Linked DNA regions of Sus scrofa: region 1 is linked to region 2. A link is a contact called in public HiChIP or PLAC-seq data. All regions are on one chromosome and are shown on one strand. The core of a region is the stretch at or near the end of the contact, and the rest is flanking DNA. Distances in the headings are between cores, read along the strand shown. Region 1 overlaps DAB2 (disabled homolog 2). Region 2 overlaps FYB (FYN-binding protein).

Region 1 (6,803 bases), core at 1,629-4,128, 260 kb after region 2:
TTTCTTAGGACTGTTCTGCAAGGTGACTAATGGTCAGAGCCATTGAGTAGCATGCCTGAGGAATGGCAGTACTGTCATTCCAAAGCAGACCCACGGTCTACATTCTTTACTTCACACAATGTAGACTTACTTCTAGGTATCTCCTCACTGGGATTTCTGCCATTGCTAGCCTAGCAACATACTTCACAACTAGGTATTTACTAAATACTCAGATAAATATCAAGATTTGAATCTTAAAGATTTATGCTTGAATCCTAGCTCTGCCACTTACAGATACGACCTTGGGCAAGCAGATATCTACTGATCATACTGGGGTTAAGAAATGGAGATATCTCTTCTACCTTAAGTTATTTAAAGTGAAAGTCAAATGGGAGAATGGGACAGTGCTTCATAAACCATAAACATGAAGTGCTGTAGATTCCTTTACCGTTAAGGAGAGGCCTTCATGGGCACTTTGGCATGGCTTGAAAAAACAAAATAAAAAGTTTTATAGGTTAGAGAAAACCATCTGGTTCAAAGGTAATGATCTAGTTTGCAGAATTTTTTTTTTTTAAAGATGTAACTGGGATAGTCTCCTAATAAATGCAAATTAATTATATTTTGAAAAACTCTCAAATGGGAGTTCTTTTGTGGTGCATTGGGCCAAGGATCTAGTGTTGTCACTGTTGTGGCTCTGTCATGGCATAGATTTGATCCCTGGCCTGGGAACTTCCACATGCTCTAGGAGAGGCCAAAAAATAAAAATTAAAATTAAAAAACCCAAAGGAAAGGAAAAAAATTGGAAACAAGCTGATAATATGAAACTAAGGAGGAGGTTGATTTTCCAAGAATCGAGAAAGAAATACTTAAGATAGTAGGAAAAATGTAAAGGTCTCTGCTTTTTCATCTTTCTGAGATTCAGTTAAACTGAGTTATGTTTAAATGCTTTGCTTTATTACTTTCATGGCTGTAGGAATTCAGTTACTTTGTTATGCTTTCCACTGAACAACTGAATTATGAACATTAATGTGAAGGGCTTGTTGAAATACAGCTGGATGGGCCCTACTACTCATATTTGGTTCAGTGGATCTGGGATGGGAACAGAGAATTTGCATTTCTAACAAGTTCCCAAGTGATGCTGATGTAGCTGGTCTGGGGACCACACTCTAAGAACCAGAACCAGTCTTAGCTGAGTTCTCTCTGGTCATGAACTACATTTAGCTAACTAAGTGTCCCATTTTTTTTTTTTTTTTTTTTTTTTTTTTTGTCTTTTTAGGGCCATACCCGCAGCATATGGAGGTTCCCAGGCTAGGGGTGAAGTTGAAGCTACAGCTGCAGGCCTACACCACAGCCACAGCAACGTGGGATCTGAGCCGCATCTTCGACCTACACCATAGATCACGGCAATACCAGATCCTTACCCTACTGAGCGGGGTCAGGAATCGAACCCAAGTCCTCGTGGATAATAGGTTCATTAACTGCTGAGTCACAATAGGAACTCCTAAGTGTCCCATCTTGAAAGAATGAATGAATTTAACAGTTAAATGAGAACTTATGGCAGTTCATCTGTTACATGAAGATCTAAGTCTGCATCATATTGCTAAGGAGAAGTAAGATAGCTTTTTACCCAGAGAAAATATTAAGCCATAAACCCCTCACTCCAATCCCTTCCAGGCTGGAGAACGTTTCAAACCCAGCTTTTCCAGTCTTCTTACTTCCTAATCTACCTGCTCCTTTTTCTCCATCGTTACCTAAAAATCTAAGTGACAGCGCTCATGCATTCTGCCTCCTGGTAACGTCCCTGCAGGTGACACTCACTCAGCACCACCCCATTCCACCCCCCAGTTCACTCAAAATTTTACAGTAGTTAAAGGTCACTTGCCGCTAGCTAGCTTAGGGGCTAAGTTATAAGTTATGGCAGCAGAGAAACATTGCCAGGCTGCTTCTATATTGAGACAATAGCTTTTATGTTCCTGAAGCTTCATAAGCCCTACTGTTTCTCTATTGCAACAATGTAGGAATTAGCAAGAATTTGAACATTTGGAGTAAAATTTTGGATTAGAATAAGTTGGGAAGAAGAGGAAAAGGATAAGCTGGGTAGAGAGGAGATTCTACCTCACTTAATGAAAAAGTAACTTCCATTTTCAGACCAGGAAGCAATTTGTTCAGATTTTGCTTACCCTGGAGTCTCAGGCTTCCTTCCAAGGTAGGAGAAAGAGTCAGGAAGGGGAGTAACCATGGCAACCTGCCCAGCTATGAGGGCAAGGACAGTATGGGGCTCTACTGACTCAGACTTTTTATTTCTAGCCGAGGCCCTCAGTTTAGTCCGGGTGGTCCCTCCTTTCCCACTTCCTTCTGCTATGATGCTGACTTCAGGGGGAAGGATTGCTCCCTTTCTGTAGAGAGTCTGGGGGCGGGGGAGGGAGGTGGGAAAGACTTAAATGAGACCAGAGGAGGTCAGCTTGACCAAACTAAACTGCAGGCGCCAGGCAGAGAACAGAGAGTAACTCTCAGTCCGTTTCGCATAAGCCCAGCAAACTCCCTGGCTTTGTTAATATTAGGTGCTTAAGTGATTAACATTTTTCAGGTAGGCGGGTGGGGTCCAACTTTGACAAAGAAATTCCCTATTCCACTGTCAGTTTTCACCCAGGTACATAATTCAGTGGTTCAGTGGTTCAGGGAGCAAAATGAAAACAAAACATAAAATAAAGCATTCTAAGCACATTAGATTACCAGTCTTCCCAATAAGCCTTGGGGGTAGGTATTATTATTCTTTCCAGATAAGAAAGCTTAAGTACAGAGAGATGATGCAATCTGCTCATGGTCACATGAGCACCAGTGCTGTCTGTGGGATTTGAACTGAGGCAATGGGCTCCAGAACCCACACTCTCAACCACCACTCCCACCACTCAGCTGTGCTAGGTGGGAAGGGGAAGCCAGCCTGTGTGCTTGCCCCTTATGTCCATACTTAGCGTCATTTGTTCCCCTCACCAGAAATTAGCATGTCCTCTGTAGAAGGGGACTAGATGGCCTCCTTTCCTTCTGAGTCACAGGACTAATCCAGGCAGGATACATTACCATGAGTTAGGTTTCCCTTAAGCCGACAGATCTGACACTACAGCTATTTCAACTAAATGTGACTCCTGCCTACCTCTGTGCAGTTCAGTGGCACAGCTTCGACTTTAGAATTACACAGCAGTGCTCAAGAATTTTCAAATACCACATCCTGTTACACAGGTGTTTCATACTGCCAGTCGAGTTCTCATTCTGGTTCTGCCTGGAGGGTAGAACACCTTATGCGTTTGGTCAAATATCAAAACCTCCCCAACCAGTCCACTTTCAAGCCTTCCACTGGCCATTAGGGCAACTTAACACCCTGGAGAGCTCTGTCTTTGGCACCCTTCTCAAATCTTTCAGCATCTTATTTTTGTCTCCAAGAAAAGCATTAATTAAATCCTCAAGTCAGGAGAGACTGAGGAAGGGAAACACATGAAACCTTCAAAGCTATTCTGGTAAAAAATATTGGTGGTAGCAAGGACAGGCTTACAGACATATGAGGGGAGAAGGAGAAATGAAGCAGTGCATACTGGCTGTACCACTAACAGCCTGTGTCTTCGCAAAGCCTCCTGCTGACCAAAGCTTCTGCCTTCCTGCTTTCTAAATCTTCAGGTAACTGCGGCCGAGGAGGCCCATAAATATCACCCCAACTGGCTGGTCAGTAGCTTCCAGGGATCCCTGGACCCCCTCAAGCCAACGAGCATCTTAAAAGCAATTCCCTTCAACCCAAACAAGATGGCTGAAATCCATTCAACCTCTTGGACAACACAAGTAAGCTAATGCACAGGAATTTAGGCTTTTAGTTGAATCCACAACTATAAAAAGTTTTGAGTGGAAATGCAGACTCTGGATTCTGCCCTTAACAAATGAGGCAAGGCTTTGAATAAGTGCCATGCTCCTGTCCCTCTCTCACATCGTCAGGAGAAGATCTGATGGGTCCAAGATCATCAGAATGGCAACGACCAGTGTGTCAAGGCTCAAAGTTGGAAGACGTTCCCTTCCCATCTGCCTGTTCTGGCCATACATTAAAATGGAGAAGGGTATAGCTTAAGAAGAACTGATTTCTTAGGCAGCCATTTGGATAAGAAGAGACAGGGCCGGGAGTGGGAAGGGAAGGGGAAGTGAAGTTATTCATCACCAACAGGAAAAAAAACGAGACTGCTCTAGGAGGATCCCGATTAGGGATGTAGAAGAAATAACCTGTACCAGAAATACACACTGGGGAAAACCACCAGGCCTCCTTTGTGCTCTCCCAACAAGACTATCCACACTGCACAGGGCACAGTGTATTAAACGTAGCATTGTTTACTGCCACACACCTAGCACTTCAACCAAAAGAGACCTTCCCCAAAGATTAAGGAGAGCTCGATCCCAAATACTCTCGAATTCTCAAGGCAATAAACTTTCTGCTAGTGTCATGGAGGCCTATTTCCCTTCCATGAGGGAGAGGCGGAACCTGGAATGGGCAGAGCACTGGGCCCAGGGGAGGGCAGCCTAACCAAGGTCTGGCTGCTGGCTGAAGAAGCCAGGTGGAGGTGTCACAGAGAATGGAGGCAAGCCATTTGGTATCTAAGCTCCCCCATTCCCAGCTAGTTCCTCCTTCCTCAACACCCAGTTGACACTCCTGTGTGGGGAGCCAACCTCAAGACTGCAGGAAGATCAATTATATATCCCATCAAAGCCATTCCAAGAGCCTTATCAGACAGACGTCTTGAAAGCATTTTTGCAGCTGCCTTCTTTGCTCAGCCATTCCTTCTGTTTGAGTGAGTTCTACCTCCCTCTCCCCCACTCCAGTGCTTTGCCTGATTAGGGCCAGAAATTTTTTCATTAAGTCACTTTATAGTGCAATAACAACATTTACTATTCATGAAGTCGCCCTTCCATAATTTTTAAGTCTTTCCATGTGTCTGGAAGCTTATTTCTCCTCTTCTCATTTTACAGAGTGCCTCTCTTGCTTCCAAACACAAACTAAAAAGAAAAAGGATAAGATTGGGAGGGGGTGGAGTGGGGGTGTGGAGATAACATCCAGATTCTTTAAGTGTTTTTAATCCAGTTAGATTTCCCTTTGGATCCAAACGGCTCCCTGCTAAAACTGACTGTGGACCTGAATTCCAGGCTAAGAATTAAGTCAAGAGGAAAGGGCAGCAGAAACAAATAACAGAGTCAGCTCTATGCTATGAAAACCGCTATGTTGACTGGTGCTCCACCGTTTTAACCCATTCATTTTTTTCCCCCTTTCCTAGAATTCTTACTTAATTTTTCCAGATTACAGAAAGCAGGCAAACAGCATTTAAACGGCGGTCAGAGCTCCAGGGATTTCAAATAAGTTTGTCCAGCCTCTTGGGCAAATACTTTTCTTAAGAATGCGGGTGTAAGACAAAGTTCACATTTTAATGCTGTACTCTTGTCAGACACCAGGGAAGGCTTCTCCTGGGCACAAACCAGGTCCCTAGCCTTTGTCACAGACAAAAATAAACACCCCTGGAGGAGTTAATTAGGCGGTTAGCAGCCACACCAGCGTCCGACCCTGGGTGCCCGCAGAGCTTTTAAAGGAGCACAGAGACACGCACGCGCGAGCGCGCGCGGCGCGCGAGCACACAGACAAACACACACAGACACACACAGACACACACACACACACACACACACACACACACACTAAGTGCTTATTAAATGTCACAAGGGGGACATCTGGAGTCCGACCCCAAAGGTAAAAGCATTCCGTGGGAGCATTCCTCGGATGTCAGGCCACAAAACCGCCTGTTTGCCCAAGCACCCCGTCTCCTTTCTATGATGCCCCAACAATCCTGCGTCTGTGTCCCGAGGTGGGGAAAAGCAAGGGAGGGGAGGTCGTCAGAAATGGAGCCAAAGGGAAGAAGGCTCGAAAAGCTACTCACAGGCTAGTTAGCGCCTCTGCGATGCGAGCATGACTCCCGGTGCCCGAGCCTCCTGGCTGCCGCGCAGCCGACACGGCGGCCGCGCTTAAATAGCCGCCGGCCCGGGAGCCTCGGAGCCGCGGGCCACTCCCGGCGAGATATGGTTCTAATCAGATGCTGGCAGCTGAGGACTCCCCAGGAATGCGCCGGGATGTTTTTGCTGCCTGGGCTGGGTAACTCCCCCTCAACGTGTCTGCTGAGTCTTCCAAACTTAACTGTTTATTAACTCAAACTGCGGCCGGCGCTCAGGGCCGGCTCGCGTCGGCCGGAGCCCCGCCAGCGGGGGGCGATCGCCTGGAGCCCAAGCGCCAGGGAGGAGGAAAGAGTTGGGGCGCCGTCCAGAGCCCGGCTCGCGGGGCTGGGGACCAGGCGCTGGGGAGGGTGCGCTTAAGGACAGGAAAGGGAAACTCCGCAGGAAAGGGGTGGGACCCAGCGACCTTCATCTCACAAATTCCTTGTCCGGATTGCCGCTTCCAGTGATGTGGCGTCCCAAATCATCCTAAACCGGTGGGGCCCTTTGAACAAAGGGCTGCCTTCACTCCTGACTTTCCTGGCAAGAGGCAGTGGATACCAGCTCAGATCTGCTGTCTCTACAGTTGCACGTGTGACTGCCCCCTTTAAAGGAATTCCTGTCTCTTTTATGGCAGCTGTGGGTGCACTTAAATTGGTGGGTAATCTGAGTGTATACGTAAAACATACTTTATTTACATATGACATATAATCCTGTATATACAGAAATAAAAACAATACTCTCTATGAAACTGATATAAACAAAAATGTTCACATCTATATAACCTATCTAAATAAGCTGTATATTTGATATAAACAGAG
Region 2 (7,290 bases), core at 59-2,558:
CCTTGCTCAGTGGGTTAAGGATCTGGTGTTGCCATGAGCTGTGGTGTAGGTGGCAGACGTGGCTCGGATGCCGCACTGCTGTGGCTGTGGTGTAGGCTGGCAGCTGCAACTCTGATTCGACTCCTAGCTTGAGAACTTCCATATGCTGTGGGTGTGGCCCTAAAAAGCAAAAAATATATATATATGTACTACTGGGGTTGCAGTTTACTTCCTGAAACACTTGGATGAATAACAAATATTTGCAAAATGAAGGGTGTCTGCACAGCACATTTAAACCTATGTGCCTGCACTTGAATGCAAATCATTTATACTTGGGGATAATGTTTGCATGCACATGCATATTCATGGACCCAACATTATAGCATACAAATTTTATTTAATTTTATATAGGTCTGAATTCACCTGTGAATTCATAGGTTTAATATGTAGAAGTGAAAATCGTCACTAAATAGGAAATAGGGTTAAGAATAGGAATAGCAGTGAAGGATAAAAGATGAAGGGGAGAGACAGGTGAGTGTCATGGACAGACCGAGATCAAACTGTCACCAATTGCTCAAAGAAAGTGTTCCAGGCATTGAGAAAAGCTCCACAGAGTTAAAGAGACCAATAACAAAATTAGTCACATCCCAAGTCCTAGAAAACAAAGCAGAGGGAGCAGTCTAAGAAGAAAAGGAAGCTTTTCTTCCTCAGCTGTTACAATAGGACATCTATTCGAGAAGGCCTTTCACCACAGTTCTTTGTTTTTATGCATGCAGAATTAAATTGGAGAGGCAAAATCAATGTAATGTTCTGACTGTCATGTTTCGAAAGCTATTAGAGCTCTATTTCCTGACATTTGAAGATGTGAAGTTGTTGACCTTTAAACTTTATTGGCTATTCATGACCTTTATTCATGGCTTCAGCCTCTCATTGTCAGTTTTTTTTAAGAATCAGGAGGAAATCAAGTGACACAGAAAACTTTGTGCCATACCTGCCCTCACTGAGAACGAAATCCTGTGAACTTTTCTCTGGAACATGTCTTCTGGTATTTAACGCATGAGGAATTACAAAACTATGAATTGTTTAAGCCAATGCTCTCCCAGTGGACTTAGGTAAGACTGCCTGGTCATGGATGACTGATATGGCAAGGCTTCAATTCCAGAAAATGTTAAGCATTCCTAATTGATAAAAAGGTTATGGTGGTAAATTCTTACTTTTCCTCCAAATTTAGAGCCAGGAAAAAAAAAAAAAATCTTACACTGACTAAGAATGACCTCAGGGTAAGAACTGTTCAGCGTTTCCTTTTCCAACCTTAGTCATTTCCATTATTTATTACTTCTTATTACTTCACTTTTCCTGTCTCATTACTATTAATAACCATATAATTTGCTTCGTATACCAAAGTATTCATCCTCTGGTTCTGTTTTCACATGAAGAATTATACTGTTAAATTTTTAATTAATTTCTGAAAATGGTACCCAGAGATATGTTACCCTAAAGATGTGGATTTGAACAGTGAAAATGATAAACAAGCTCTTTTGACCCATTTCAGTTCCTCTTCAGCTGTGTAAAAGAGCAGAAAGTAGAGCTAGCCGATATCTGACCACTAGGTGGAGAAACAATACAATTTAAAACACACTCTAACTGGCCTCAACTACTTTCCTTTTGAAGATGTTTATTATTTTTAATTCTCACCTGCCTCCAATCCTTTACACTCTCGGGGCGTTCTGACCCAAAGGAGAAAATTACAAGTGACTTCTGGGAAGTAAGCAGATGATAAAAGGTCAAGCTATCTCCTGAAATTCTTGCTTTGATCCCAATTAGAGATTCGTTTTCTTGCCTGAAGTAATCCAGACTCCACAGCCTGGGGAGAACTGTGAACCTTATCACTTATGCCTTTGGGAAGCCAGTCCCTGAGCTTCAGTTCTTAGTAGTTGTAGTCCTTGGTCCCAGGAATTCTCTCTCCACCATTACGATTTCCACAAGTGTAGAAACATACTGTTATTTCTACCATCTTTTTTTTTTTTTTTTTTTTTTTTTGGCTGGGCTGTGGCACATGGAGTATCCATTGTTTTGTGACCTATGCAACTGCGGGAACTGCTGTGCTGGGCAGGGGACTGAACCTGCATCCCCGCACTGCAGAGACATCGCCAATCCCCTTGCATTGGGAACTCCTATCTCTTTTCCTTTAATTTTTTTTAGGGCCGTGTCTGCAGCATATGGAAGTTCCCAGGCTAGAGGTGGAATTGGGGCTGTGGCTGCCAGCCTACACCACAGAGGGCAATGTGGGATCCGAGCTACATCTGTGACCTACACCACAGCTCACGGCAACGCCGAATCCTTACTTAGCTGACAACCGATCACTGCCTCCCCCTTAGGAGTTCTAGCTTTACTTGGCTCCAAGGACACCACACTCAGATCTTTCCTACGTCCTTGGTTGCTCCTTTTTATCCTCCTTTGCAGAATTTCCTTCTCCCAGGCCTGGTGGATTTTGAGCGTCCTGGGGTTCAGTTCTTCCTCTGCTTATACTCACTTCCTTGGTGATCTTCAGTTTCATGACTTTAAGTGTGGGATATATGACCATACTCTCAAATATGTATTTTTTATTTTTGCTTTTTAGGTCCACACCTGTGGCATATGGAAGCCCCCAGGTTAGGAATTGAGTCAGAGTTACAGCTGCCAGCCTATACCACAGTCATAGCAACTCGGGACCCAAGCCGTGTCTGTGACCTACACTGCAGCCACAGCAAAGCTGGATCCTTAACCCACTGAGCGAGACCAGGGATCGAATCTGCATCCTCATGGATACAAGTTGGATTTATTTCTCTTGCACCACAACGGGAACTCCTCGAATATGTATTTATAACCCAGAACTCTCCCCCAAACTCTTCACCTCTTATGCCCAAATGCCTCCTCAACATCTCCACTTGGGTGTTTAAGAGACACCACAGGCTTAACCAGGCCAGGCCCTCCTGATCTTTCTCATGACCAAACCTGCTCATGTTCAGCAAAGCCTGCTTTAGAGATGGAAACATCATCTTTGGAGTTACTCAGGCTCAAAGCCTTGGAGCCGCCTTGGAGCCTCTCTACCTTTCATACCCTAAATACAAATTCTGCTGTCTCTACCTTCAAAATATATCCATGACCAGGACACCTTTCACTGCGTCCACTGCACCATCCTGCTGAGGGCCACCTCCATAGCTCACCTGCATACCTGCAATATCTGCCTAACTGGTTTCCCTTCTTCGACACTGCCTCCTGGCGCTCTCAGACAGCTGGGAAGGCGATATTTGTAAAGCCTAAGTTGGAAGACATCACTTCTCTGCTCAGGTTCTTCCCGTGTCTCCCATTTCACTTAGAACAGGAGCCACAATCTCCATCATGACCTGCAGGGCCCCGTGTAAGCTGGGTCTTTCTCAACTACTCCTTCCCTTGTTCACCTACACCTGCCCAGCCACCTCCTTCTGAGTCCTTGAATACTCTAGGCTTTGTTCTGTCTGTCCTCTCTGCCTGGCATGGTCTTCCTCCAGGAGTCTGCGTGCCTAACTCCTTTGCTTCCTTGAGTCTTCGTTCAAGATGAACTTCCCATACAGGGAGCTACCCTCACATCTCCCTTTACAGTTGCAACATGCTGTTCCCAACCCCACCCTCACACTCCATCACCTAACCCTGCCCTATTTTCTCCTATGGCACTTGATATTTCCCAACATATGCTATCTTTCACCTGTTTATTATTTTTATCTCTTATGTCTCTTGCCCTAGGTTATAGGTGGGCAGGGACCTTTATCTATCTATCTATCTATCTATCTATCTATCTATCTATCTATCTATCTATCTAACTATCTTGGCTACATCTTTGGCATGCAGAAATTCCTAGGCCAGGGATCAAACCCCTGACACAGCAGTTACACAAGCCACTGTACTGACAATGCCAGATACTCAACCAACCCAGCCATATGGGAACTCCAGGGATCTTTATTTTGTTTACTGATATTTCCTGAATTTCTATTACAAAGGCACAAAGTGGTGGCTCAAAAAATAATTATTGAATAATTATTGAATTATAGAAAAAAATCAATTAGATCTTGACCTGAGAGTGACCTTACATTAGAGAGGGGATGAATGACATTTGCAGACCATAGAGGGAGCACCTGGGAAACACCCAGGTGTGTGTTTGGAAGTGTGGTGGAAAAGCACAGAAGTACCCATCTCTCACAATTTTACTTAAAGATGGTTCCGGGGGAGTTCCTGTTGTGGCTCAGTGGTTAATGAATCTAACTAGAAACCATGAGGTTTCAGGTTCGATCCCTGGCCTTGTTCAGTGGGTTAAGGATCCGGTGTTGCAGTGAGCTGTGGTGTAGGTTGCAGACACGGCTCAGATCTGGCATTGCTGTGGCTGTGGCACAGGCCAGTAGCTATAGCTCTGATTAGACTCCTAGCCTGGGAACCTCCATATGCCACGGGTGTAGCCCTAGAAAAGACAAAAAGACAAAAAAAAAAAAAAAAAAAAAAAAAAAAAAAGATGGTTTCAGGAGTTCCCGTTGTGGCTCAGTGGTAGTGAACCCAACTAGTATCCATGAGGACATGGGTTTAATCCCTGGCCTTGCTCATTGGGTTAAGGATCCAGTGTTGCTGTGAGCTGTGGTGTTGGTTGCAGATGTGGCTTGGATCCTGAGTTGCTGTGGCTATGATATAGGCTGGCAGTTGCAGCTCCAATTTGACCCCTAGTCTGGGAACTTCCATATGTTGCAGAGGCGGCCCTAAAAAAAAAAAAAAAAGTTGATTCTATACATTTCCCTCCCACATGAAATATAGATTTGTGAGCCTGAATATCAAGACCCATTATACTTTCATTTCCTCTTTGTGTCTTATCTAGCTTCCTCTAGTGGGGGAAAGTTTGCAACCCAGATATTTCTTCATTTTGGATTTTTCTTGAGCCTCTGATGGGAGCCTGAAAGTCTTTCACCATATACCGCATTTTTACTTTTGAAAAAAAGTTATCTCACAGATGTCCTTTAGCTTTCATTTTCTCTATTCTCTCCATCTGACAGCTTTCAGCTATGCCAATTCTAGCTTGTCCAGGCAATGTAACATCTAAGTTTCTTGTTTCTCTTCATCTTTTTCCTGAGCATATGTGTTTTGAGGCTCTTGCCTCAAACTTTTTAATTTTAGGAGTCCTTCATAAGATGGAATTAGGAATGAGATAAAATTACATTGGTGGGTTTTGCTAATTTCTGATGAAAACAATATTGTGAAAAAAAAATTTGAGCATGGCTGGTGGGCAGGATCTTTTCAATGTTGTAAGAATTTCCTACAAAGGTGGGAAATTGAGCAGCATCTGTATGATGGTATAGGCCAGGCTATAGGTCTCTTTCTGAAATCCTTTCTTCCTTCTTCAACTTTTTATTCCCCACCTTATCACAGTGGATTCTGCCTAGGGGGTAAGTTTACAGAAAGGAGTTAACATAGCAGGACCTAAGCTGCCTTTTTTTTTTAGGGCTGCACCATCAGCATAGGGAAGTTCCCAGGCTAGGGGTTGAATCGGAGCTACAACCGCCAGCCTATGCTACAGCCATAGCCACAGCAACAGAGGATCTGAGCCTCGTCTGCTATCTGCACCAAAGCTCACGGCAACCCTGAATCCCTGACCCACTCAACAAGGCCAGGGATCGAACTCACATCCTCATTGATACTAGTCGGATTTGTTTCTGATGCATCACAATGGGAACTCCGTGAAGCTGCTATCTTTTAAAAGAATCTTTGACCAAGATTGGCTGTTGCCTCATATCTGGGAACTCAGCTCCAAAAGCTTTCCCTGCACTGATAGGAAAAATTGCCTAAATGACAAGAGTGCTTTGCTGAGCCTAGGTTGTATAAATAACGTGACTTAGGGGGAACACCTGCTTTCTTTCTAGAAGTTCTGTTATTTTGGTAGTTGCTAGGCAGGAGGTGCCTCCGTGCCGGCTCTCAGTAAAAAGCTCCCTCTCATAGGTTTCTTTGGGAAGCAATACACTACATGTATTGCATTTTTGTAGCTGGAGAAGGAGAGGTCTTACTTTTGCCCACTCCTAGGTTTAGAAGCAGACTGTGACTGGGATAGACCTCAGCTGCTGTGAGTACTACCATATGCTGAGTCCTAGGTGGCCTTTTAGTGGATCATCAAACCCATGGATGGTCTTGGCAACTCCCCAAACAGTAAGAGTAGTGTTAAGCACGCCTCTCTATGACTTCTCCAATCAAACAGTTACCAGTCTTTAGGTCTTATAAATTAACAGGAATTCATGTTCAAAATTATTGAAGTTTCTCATTAGAATTATATAGGATCTAGAAGCCTAACTAAAGCCAGTAGCTGGGAGAGAGTCGCATAATAAAATTCAAAAGCACTAAGATCAAAATCTAATGGGTTAAATTCATCAAAGTAGGGAAAAAATTAGGAAAAAGACACACGATTTAATATAGGTGAAGGGAAAATAGTTTACACAGAAATCAGGTGTATATAAGAACATGTATTAGTTATTTTAATGCAACTAATATTCCTCTGACACTTTTACATTAGCAGGTAGATAGTGTACACTCTTATTTGGTAGCTGGGTATCATAAGTTAGGATTCACAAACTCAAATGCCTGAAAAGGTATGAAGTTAACACAAATGTACAACACAGCTTGTATGCAAAATGGTAGTAACTAAGCTAGTCTAGTACCTTCTAGTTAGCTGGAATTGTCCTTAACCCACCCCCGAAAAACATAATAAAGTGAAACTTAGTCGTGACTCCCCATGACAAAAGGGTTTTCTACTCCTGCTCTAAATTGTGATTGTTAGCATTAAAGGAAAGCTGTCAATCAGATATCGATATTAATAGATTCTATTGTATGGGTAATGGATATTTAGTACTTTAAATGTAATGAACATCAATCTGGTAGGGGACTGAAGTGAAGGAGAAACAAACTGTAGCTAAATATTTTGGGATATTACGTATTTGTGGTAAAGGTGAATGATGGGAAGCAGTTTTCTAGAAGAGGAAAGGGAGGATGTACTTTGAGCTTCCATAAGGACCTATGCTTGCCATTGTCTGAATATATATATATATATATATATTTTTTTTTTTTTTTTGTCTTTTTGCTATTTCCTGGGCCACTCCGGTGGCTTGTGGAGGTTCCCAGGCTAGGGGTCCAATCGGAGCTGTAGCCACCGGCCTACACCAGAGCCACAGCAACGTGGGATCTGAGCTGCGTCTGCAACCTACACCACAGCTCACGGCAACGCCAGATCGTTAACCCACTGAGCAAAGGCGGGGACTGAATCCGCAATCT

What was found. HiChIP or PLAC-seq counts read pairs in DNA pulled down with a chosen protein or histone mark.
Region 1: a contact with region 2 is called in an H3K27ac HiChIP or PLAC-seq map of alveolar macrophages. The contact joins two enhancer-like sites. A contact is called at or near these places in 3 of 47 Hi-C or Micro-C datasets (embryonic fibroblasts and fibroblasts) and 1 of 2 datasets of contacts at active chromatin or transcription factors (alveolar macrophages).

Annotation. Positions count from the first base shown.
Region 1 is chr16:24,639,788-24,646,590 of Sscrofa11.1, forward strand. All of the region lies in intron 2 of DAB2 (disabled homolog 2), which reads right to left. Among named protein-coding and RNA genes, the nearest start is that of C9, 67 kb to the left of the region's middle. Within about 2 kb of position 2,879, at least 17 of the 83 cell types and tissues checked have an H3K27ac peak or open chromatin away from gene starts, as enhancers often do. A contact at or near this core is called in alveolar macrophages, where this site is marked.
Region 2 is chr16:24,379,358-24,386,647 of Sscrofa11.1, forward strand. All of the region lies in intron 3 of FYB (FYN-binding protein), which reads right to left. Among named protein-coding and RNA genes, the nearest start is that of FYB, 120 kb to the right of the region's middle. Within about 2 kb of position 1,309, at least 9 of the 83 cell types and tissues checked have an H3K27ac peak or open chromatin away from gene starts, as enhancers often do. A contact at or near this core is called in alveolar macrophages, where this site is marked.